2 separate regions of the Rattus norvegicus genome follow, and region 1 is linked to region 2. Evidence: chromatin contacts called from public Hi-C data. All regions are on one chromosome and are shown on one strand. The core of a region is the stretch at or near the end of the contact, and the rest is flanking DNA. Distances in the headings are between cores, read along the strand shown.

Region 1 (4,596 bases), core at 2-2,501, 50 kb before region 2:
GTTCCGCGAAAAGGCCATCATCTCCACACTTCCTTCCTTCCTGCTTCTATGGTGCTCTGGTGACTCTCTTTACCGGCCTAACTAACACTCCCGCCCTCCTCCCTTTTGTTTTAGACATTACTCATTAACAACTGTTCTCCTTATTGCAATAGCCTGAGTCAAATCTTAAGCCTCGGATGCTTACTCTTCATAGTTTCTAGAGGTCCTTGTAAATGTCAGTTGAATGAGGAATTTGCCTGGAGTCCCAGGTTCCAGTCCTGGCTCATTTGTGTCTGGCTTCCCCTTCTAGCAAGTTCCAGTTCTGGTCTGAGGGGAGGTGGCGCCCAGCGAACAGCTGTACCTTTCCCATGCTGCCACCAGAGGGCGACGGCTCCGCGCAGGAGGCCCCTCGCTGTTCCCGCAGGCATTGGCCGCCTACAAGCGAGCTCGCCCTGGGTGCGACGCCCTAGAGGCGCCTCCTGCAGCTCTGCACGCTGCCAGCCGGGCTCTCCAGAGGCCCTTAAGTGGGTGGGAACAGCCTTCCAAGGCCAACCTCCTGCTTCTGCGGCTAGCACTGGTCGGTGACATCTCCCCTTCTCTGGCCTCTCTTATCTAGGTGGAACAGACTTCGAAGGGTCCCGATTCAGCGGGAAATGGGGATGGGGAGTGGAGGTACCCAGGAACTTCGGAACTACTAGCAGTCGTACAAATGGACCAGCCGGCCTAAAGATGGGGACCAGGGAACATGAAGGAAAAATGTTAACCTTTGACGGCCTGAACCGTGGGTCAGAACTGAAACGGGGGTTTTCGCATCCCAACTCCCAGCTGTTGGGCTGGAACGGTCTGGATCAGAAATGGTTTCCTACTAGGGAGTGGGGAGAACAACAAAAACAAAAACAAAACAAAACAGACAGCCACTGCAAGAAAAGCCCCACACCGAATGTACTCTCTTAAAGGACTCCGGCTGGGGAGCTCATTGACTTGGTCCTGAGGAGGGTGGCATTTGCTTGAAAGTGCCTCTGTCCCCAGACACATTTGGAAACGTTAAGCAGAGAGCTCGACTTCAGAGTCAGCTCTGGCAATTGGATTAACCTTGCGGGGAAAGGCTTCATTTTCTGTGTGTGGTTCAAATTCTTCAGCATTAACATCTGTAATACCAGAAAGCAACCATTCACTTCAGCTGGCAAAAACGATACCAAAAAACAAAAACAAAAACAAAAACAAACAAAAACAAAAAACAAAAAAACCCCCGCAAAATAACAAAACAGGAAAGGAAGGGCAAAAATCTAAAAACAACACTAACAAAAAACAGTAACTTAAAGCCAACCAGCAAAGCTAAGCACGGTGGCACATGTCTATAATCCCAACTCTGGAGGCAGAGGCCTGGGGATCTCTGAGTTTGAGGCCAGCCAGGGGTACACAGAGAAACAACAAACAAACAAAAAGACACAAAACTATCAAAAATCTCCCCAAACCCAAATGAGACCAAAAAAATCACCTCCTTCAAGAATTAGGAACCAAGACAGGGAGAGGTGGCTCTGTAGCTAAGAGCACTGGCTGCTCTTGCAGAGGACCTACGCTGGATTCCCAGCATCCACGGAGCAATTCACAACTTCAGCTCCAGGGGTTCCTACGTCCTCTTCTGCTTCTGGCCTCACCAAGCAACTGCATGCTCGTCATTCAAGGGCAAAACACTCATCCACACACATTTTAAAAAAATGTTTTAATGCTTTTAAGGAATGGGAAGCTGGGCAGTGGTGGCACACTCCTTTAATTCCAGCTCTTGGGAGGCAGAGGCAGGTGGATTTCTGTGAGTTTGGAGTTTGAAGCCAGCCTGTTCTACAGAGTGAGTTCCAGGACAGCCAAGAGTACACAGAGAAGTCCTGCCTCAAACTCCCCCACCACCCAAAAAAGAAGAAGAAAAGAAAAAAGAAAGGCAGAATGGGAGACTGCACAAGAGGATAAAGAAAATGTTCCCACATGCCTCGCACCACAGACATTGGCGCTGTTTTTTCTCTAAAAAATGAGGATAACGGTGTGAACAGTATGGGAATGTCCTGAGGACTCAGGGAACGTAAGTAACATTCCACAAGTGTTAGCTAATTTTATATGGAAAGAAACCAGCCCCAAACTGTACGGATCCGCCACTTATGCAACTTTCCAGTCAATTGTTCTTCCAAAATGATAGTTTTACTGATTGCACGGTATTTCATCCCATTTTAGTACAATTTATTTAAGTTAGCCCCTGCTGTGGAGCCTTTAAATTGTTTCCAGTTTTTGCTGTTAAAATAACAGCAAGATTAACATCTTTAAACATCTACCCTTGTCAGCATTTCTGATTATTTCCTTAGGCAGATATTTTAGAGGTAGGATTACTAGGACAAAGGGCACAAATATTTTTCAGGCTTTTGAGTCAGGTTACAGAATTGCTTCCCAGAGAGATCCTGCCAATTCCCCCTCCCACCTGCAGTGTGAGAGAGTGCCCGCCTCACAGCACACAAAGGAGGAATCTTTGGGGGAGGGGTGGGATCTGAGGATGCTGCCTACTCTTCCGATAGTGTGCAGTTTTGGAGAGAGGGGGCCTGTGGGAAGAATAAAGGAGACTGTAAGGACTTATGGAGTGTGATGAGGTTCTTGTTTGTTTTGGTAGCCTAAAAAATATTATTTATGTATCTGTGTGTGCGCCTGCGTGAGTTTCTGTGCACGACCTGCTTGTAGGAGCTGTGCAGGCCAGGAGAGGGTGTCTGATCCTTCGGAACTGGAGTTACAGGCAATCGTTAGACATCTTGTGGGTGCTGGGCCCTGAACTTAGGTCCTCAGCAGGATCGATACATGTTCATAACCAGAAAGACATCTCTCCTGCCCCAAGGTACAAGAAGGAACTTTCCTTCCCTGTCTCTGTGCGTGCATTGTGTGCGTGCACGTGCATTGTGTGTGTGTCATCTGTCACTGCTTTTGAGACGGTGTCTCACTATGCTACTCCGGCTGGCCTGGAAGCCACAGAGACCCACCTGCCTCCAGAGCGCTGGGATTAAATGACTGCACCTGGCAGGAGTGTGATGGTTTTAATTGTTGACACAAGCTAGAATCATAGGAGTCTCAGTGAGGGACTGTCTAGATCGGTTTGGCCTATGGGCATGTCTACAGAGTGGCGGTTCTCAACCTTGGGTGGCAACCCCTTGGCAAACCTCTACCGCCCAAAATATTTGCATTACAATTTATTACAGTAGCAAAATTACGCTTGTGAAGTATCAATAAAAATAATTTTATGTTTGGGGGGCTCACCACACCATGAAGAACTGTATTGAGGGATCACAGCATGAGGAAGGTTGAGAACCATTGCTGTAGGCTTTGAGTTGGACTGCCTTTCACGAATGGAAAGATCCAGCCTGTGAGTGGGAGCCAGGATCCGCCATTTTGGGTTCTGGGATGCTAGGAATAGAGGAAGCTAGCAGCCGCCTTCAGTAAGCACCTCCATTGTGATTCCTCTCTAGTGAGGATGTGAATGGAAGCTCTGTGGTCCCACATCACCTCCCCTGGGGCTGCACCCTGGGTTTTCGAACTGAAAGAAGCCCATTCCCTCCGAGCTGCTTTTTTTCAGGGTATTTGTCACAACCACGGAACTGAACTAGACACCAGTTTGCTTTGGGCTTAAGGAGGAGAGCATGTATTCCCAGGCTGCTGGAAAGAGGTGTGCGTAGGCTTTAGTCAGGGCAGGTTAGCAGGTGGTACTCAAGAGGCCGGTCCCTCTGTTTAGAGGTAGAAGATGAGGCAAGAGCTTGAGAGGCCAAGGAGCAAGCCTTTTACCTGATAATAGAAGAGACCACAGTCCATTGAAGCCGATGACCTTCAGACTTGGAGTTAGCATTCTGTGAGGTGAAAGACAGGCTTTCTCTTCAGTAAGCAAACACCTAAGGCATACGAACATCGGCCAACTCTTGCAAAACATGTGGTAAGCAGTCAGAAATACTGGGGGTGGGACAGTTTGTTGTAGAAGGCTGTGTACTTCTGCAGATGAACCACACTTGCAGGAGACCAGCGCTTATAGAAGTTGTTCTGGAAGGTTACTCCAGCCAATACATCTCTTTCGGAAATCATTCATGCCAGGCAATGCTTGAAGGGAAGGCATTTGCTCACTCTGAAAAAAGAGCAAAACTCTAAATAAGGAATCAGATGTGGTTTTAAAAACACACACACCCGTCACTCAGATTTATCCCAGGAACTCCATACGGCCTCCATGTCAGAAGGTCATGTGATTACCTCAAATGACAGGAACCAGCAGCTGATAAAGTTCACCTCCTGTTTATGATTTAAAAGCACCTTGGAGAGGTGTGCTGACTCAAAGGTCACAGAGCAAAACCTTGAGGCAAATGTGATACAAAACACAGAAAATGTAGATTGTCCCTAGGCCTTAGAACAAAGTGAGGAGTCCAGCTCCTGTACCAGCTGATAGAGCGTAATGGACGCTTTAGACTAAGCCGTGAGGAGAAAAGAGACCGATGAGCTACAGGAGGAGGAATAGATTATCGTGACAGGAAGGAAACTTTTAAAAAGACTTATGTATATGAATATTTGGCCTGAGTGTCCATCTCTACTCATGGTATGCCTGATAACAGA
Region 2 (4,975 bases), core at 722-3,221:
GCCCTTGACACAACAAGCAGTTCACTGAGGGAGCTCTCCTGTGCTGATGTGTTATGTCAGTAACAATGTGTTAATATTCATCCTATGTAACTCAGTGTTCAAGACATAGAGTTACAAAATCATAGGAGTATGAACAAGTTCTTCAAAGCAGGAGATAAATTGTAATATTTTGATAAAATTGGATGAACATTTCCAGGATACAGACTAGAATCTACATTGTCACTGACCTTGGAGAACATATTGCTTGTCAAGTTAGGTAAACAACCCAGGAAGTGTCCCCAAGAATCTATAAAAAGTATAAAAAATCTCCCCCTTTCTGGCTCCCTATCTGTGTGAAGCCAGATTTCTTCCTTTACCTCAACCGGAACAGCACATTGCAGCAGAATGGAGCAGATGTAGACTGCAGAGTCCACTTGCCTTCTGTGAAGCCACAGATTAAAACACACTTGCAACAATGTGGCCTTGCGCCGTCTTCGCACTGAGCTATGTTAACTTGTATTTAAAAAGACCTGATTTAGGTTGCAATGTAAAGAACTCATTTCTTATTTTAATCACTGAATACATACACATTTTGAAATATATCTCTGCTTTCATTTCTAAAATTGCAAATGCTGATGGACAAAACCTTCCCAGACAGAGCACACTGAAATCTTTAGTAAGTTAGAAGAATCTGAAAAAAGGCCCCGCCCCAAATGTGGAGCAGGGCACAGTTCATGGCTTCCCGGGAGTCGGTTTTCTTTACTGTCATGGCTCTTGATAGGTGGACCATGCCCCAGTAGATGGCCCATACAAAAAAGTATACAGACAACACAAACTGAAATTCATAGGTTATATAATAATAATAATAATAATAATAATAAATTGCTTTTAAAAGATCCAAAACAAGTCCTGACAGGGACCAGAGAGTTGAATTAATGCATGAATGTACTTGCTGCTAAGCCTGGTGACCTGAGTTCCATTTTGGGAATCCACATGGTAGAAGAAAATTGACCTCTGACTTCTGACCTCTGACCTCCACATCACTCTATGGCATATGTGTTCACACACACACATAAACACAATCAATCAATCAATGAGTAAATAAGTAAATGATAAATACATAGACATATATGTACAAAACAGAGAAAGGGTCCTGAGGGAGGACCGGTTTGAGAGTGGCTTTTCTCTTTTTTGTCAGTCAATGTAGTTAGCTCACTCTGGTGTGAGTACATCCCATAAACATTTCTGTATTGGACATTTAACCCCTTAATTCATATGTTTATGGCGTTTGAAGGAAGTAATTGGGATTAGATGAGGTCAGAAGGAAGGGTGGGACCCCATGCTGACTTTGTTAAAAAGGGAAGAGAAACCTGTCCCAGTTCACTTGCCCCGTGCCACCATGTGGGCCTTCCTCTATGTTATAGCATAGCACAGGCTTCCCAAAGCCAAGAAGATGGTTTTGGATTGCTCGATCCTCAGAACGCTGAGCCAAATACACCTCTACTCTTCACAGATTACCCAGTTTGGGTAGTTGTCATAGCAACTGGAAGCAGAGGGAGGAGGTGTGGTTCTAACTTACTCTCTTTAGCTATTGAACATTTTAGCAAACTGTACCTAACCAGGCCGGGCGTCCTCAGGAATGCCTGGGTTTTGTCCCCCACGCTGCATAGTTGAGGCCTGGTGGAGCACACTATAATCCCAGCACTCAGGACACGGAGACTGGAAAATGAACAGTGTAAAGCCTGAGATATATCACCCCGTCTCCAACTACAGCAGCTGGCCACACCCTGTCAATGAACAGTCAGTTTTGCTACAATGTTTTAACTACTGTTTATAGTGGGCAGCCAAATCTTTTCAATCATTTCTGGAGGACAAACTGCTAGAGGAATAACTCCTGAGTCAAAGGCTATCTACAGGTAAAGACATTGCAATAGGCACTTGCAAATGTATTCTTCTTTTTAAAAGTTTATTTTAAAATTTTCTGCATGTGCGTACGTCTGTACATGTGGACATACATGGTGAGTTCAGGTAGCAGAGTCCAGATGGATCCCTTGGCACTGAGATACAGGGGGCTGTGAACCACCAGTATGGCTACTGGGAACCTGACCCAGGTCCTCTGGAAGAGCAGCAGCCTCACCTCACAAAGCATTAGAATGGGTTTTAGCAAATCTAAGTGTGGGCTGAAACTGTGGGAGAGTCTGCTAGAGATCTACATAAACAGAGGGCTAAGAGCTAAGTGCTGGCTTAGTTCCCTGCTTCCCAGCAACCAAGTTGAAAAGACCCTTGGTGATTTCCATGTCTTTGCTTAGCTAATGGCAGGAAGTCGGTGAGGAGAACTCTTTATTCTTGACAATGCTTAACACCCTCCATATTTGCTCCAGAAGACTTTTTAAATTAAATTCTTTCTTTGATTTTATTTTTACTTTTAATTATGAGTACATCTGTGTGTGGGGTATGTGCGGGTGAGCTACACGCAGAGGCCAGAAGAGCGTCAGATCCCCTGGAGCTGGAGTTACAAGTGGTTATAAGCTGCCTGGCATGGGTGGATAGTGGGAACTGAACTCAAGTCCTCCAGAAGAGCGCACGCACTCTATTATTATTATTATTATTATTATTATTATTATTATTATTATTATTATTTTATTTATATGAGTACACTGTCACTGTCTTCAGACATCAGAAGAGGGCATCAGATCCCATTACAGATGGTTGTGAGCCACCATGTGGTTGCTGGGAATTGAACTCAGGATCTCTGGAAGAGCAGTCAGTGCTCTTAACCGCTGAGTCATCTCTCCAGCCCCTTCATTCAATTTAAAATGTGTTTATTATTTTTATTGAGGAGTCGATACATATGCATGGCTCAAAACCTAAATACTGAGAATCAGCAATGCCGAGAGGGCATCAGGAACGTAGGATGCTTCTGTGCTTTGGAGAAGGTTGTTGGTTTGATGTCTTGGTGGATCAGCAGAGCACGGGGACCAAAAGCAAGGCTAGGCTGTTGCCTTCAGTGTTGCCACTCATCTCCACAAACCACTTCTTCCAGCTAAGCCTCACCTCCCCAAGATTTCACAGAACATTTCCACCACCTGGGAACCCATTCTTGTTCTAACTCATGAGCCTATGAGAGATGTTCCAGTTCCGCATTCAAACCACAAATGGTCATGGAAAGGGTTCATCGATGAAGACCACTTGGAACAGTGCAGGTACCTGTAGGTCCAAATTCCCATAGCTGTTGCAAATACGGTTTTAAGTTAGTTGGTGTTGTTACTGTTTAAAACATCTGAGAGAAATGATTTAAAATAAGATTTGTTTTGGCTCGGGCTGGAGAGATGGCTCAGTGGTTAAGAGCACTGACTGCTCTTCCAAAGGTGCTGAGTTCAAATCCCAGCAACCACATGTGGCCCACAACCCTTTGTAATGGGATCTGATGCCCTCTTCTGGTGTGTCTGAAGACAGCTACAGTGTACTCATATAAATAAAATAAATACATTTAAAAAAAAAGATTTGTTTGGCTCATGGCTTCGACTACTTTGGGGCAGAAGGTGAAGCAGAACATTCTGGTAGCTCAAGGTGGAACAAGACTGTGCATCTCATGATATCCAGGATACAGGAAAGATAGAAGAGGCCCAGGGCTCAGGGAGAAGATATATCCCTTGGAGACACCCCCCACAGTACCCTAGTTTCTCCAGCCAGGCCCCACGTTCTAATAGTCTATTCAGCTATACACTTCCCAGCTGGAGTCCTCGCTATGTAATAATACAGAATCTCCTCCTAGGTAATCCCTTCTCAGTAGCACCCCCAGCTGGAACCAAGTCTTCATTCACCACAGGGACATGACAGATTGAAGCCATGCTATCCCATTGCCAGTGAGGATGATGGGTGTACAGCAGAAGCACGTGGTCTGACTTCCAGACGCCCAGCATATGCCAGGAACACATCCTACACTCGAGTCCTCGAAATGTCTGGGGTAGCTGCTGAGCCAGCCCAGAAGGCTGAGGCCTGCACGCAGATGACACGAGTTGGCCTGTGGGATGATTTTTGTCAATGGAATGAGGGAGGGTGATGACAGATTAGTAATAAAAGTCAAACCATTTTTATCTACTGAGTAGAGCCTTCAGCATCCATCATTAGGGCTCACACTCATCCTGAGCCCCAAGACTTGCCTAACACTAAATGACTCCAATAGGTAGTGTCTTGAATTCTTTTTACTCCTTACATTTTATTTAGTGTGCGTGTGTGTGTGTGTGTGTGTGTGTGTTGCACACCTGTATCATGGCATTGGTGTGGATGTAAGAGGATAACTTGCACGAGTTCTCTCCTTCCATTCTGTGAGTTCTAGGGGTGATCTTTGGTTGTTAGGCTTGGTAACAAGTGCCCTTCCTCCCTGAGCCTTCTCGCTGGTCTGCTTTTTGGAGTCGTATCTTCAATGATAATTTTTGTTGTTTAGAAAAGAGTGGGTAAGTGTTGGTTGAGTGATAACATTTGACTAATGGTTGTCAGTGTTGTTTCATCTTCCACTCTCTCTCTCTGTAACAGCATCAGGGGGACCGCGAAGACAGATGACAAATCTTGTAGCTGTGCTTGCTGCCAGAAGGAGTCAGCACTGAAAAGCAGTTTATTTCCCTCCTGGGACCTTAGTGGGTGGGTGGAGTTCCTCCTGAGGAGCGCTGGGCTTTTGACTCTGCCACCATGGAGTGGATGCACGAGCACAGCCAAGAACGGTTGACTACAGATTGACAGCTCACGAGATGCCCCAAAAGCACACCAGTGGTTTGGCCCAGCCAGTGAAGCGCATGCCCGGCATTCAAGAAGTCCTGCGTCCAATCCCGGGTGCGGGTGCCACATAAACCAGACGTGGTGGTGCTGGTCTGTCCGCAACACTCAGCGGGTGGAGAGAGGAGATCTGAAGTCAAGGCCATCGTTGACCACAGAGTGAGTTTGGGTGCAAGCTGAGCTTGTCTCAAACAAACAAAAACAAAACAAACAGAACAAAACC

The links. A called contact is a pair of places that touch in the nucleus more often than the background predicts.
Region 1: a Hi-C map of Schwann cells shows a contact between it and region 2, with 2.2 times the contacts expected there. The contact joins two enhancer-like sites. A contact is called at or near these places in 5 of 12 Hi-C or Micro-C datasets (the A7r5 cell line, Schwann cells, frontal cortex and 2 more).

The regions. Positions count from the first base shown.
Region 1 is chr8:72,475,971-72,480,566 of GRCr8, reverse strand. No RefSeq gene overlaps it. Among named protein-coding and RNA genes, the nearest start is that of Skor1, 25 kb to the left of the region's middle. Within about 2 kb of position 1,251, at least 24 of the 93 cell types and tissues checked have an H3K27ac peak or open chromatin away from gene starts, as enhancers often do.
Region 2 is chr8:72,426,672-72,431,646 of GRCr8, reverse strand. No RefSeq gene overlaps it. Among named protein-coding and RNA genes, the nearest start is that of Skor1, 74 kb to the left of the region's middle. Within about 2 kb of position 1,971, at least 12 of the 93 cell types and tissues checked have an H3K27ac peak or open chromatin away from gene starts, as enhancers often do.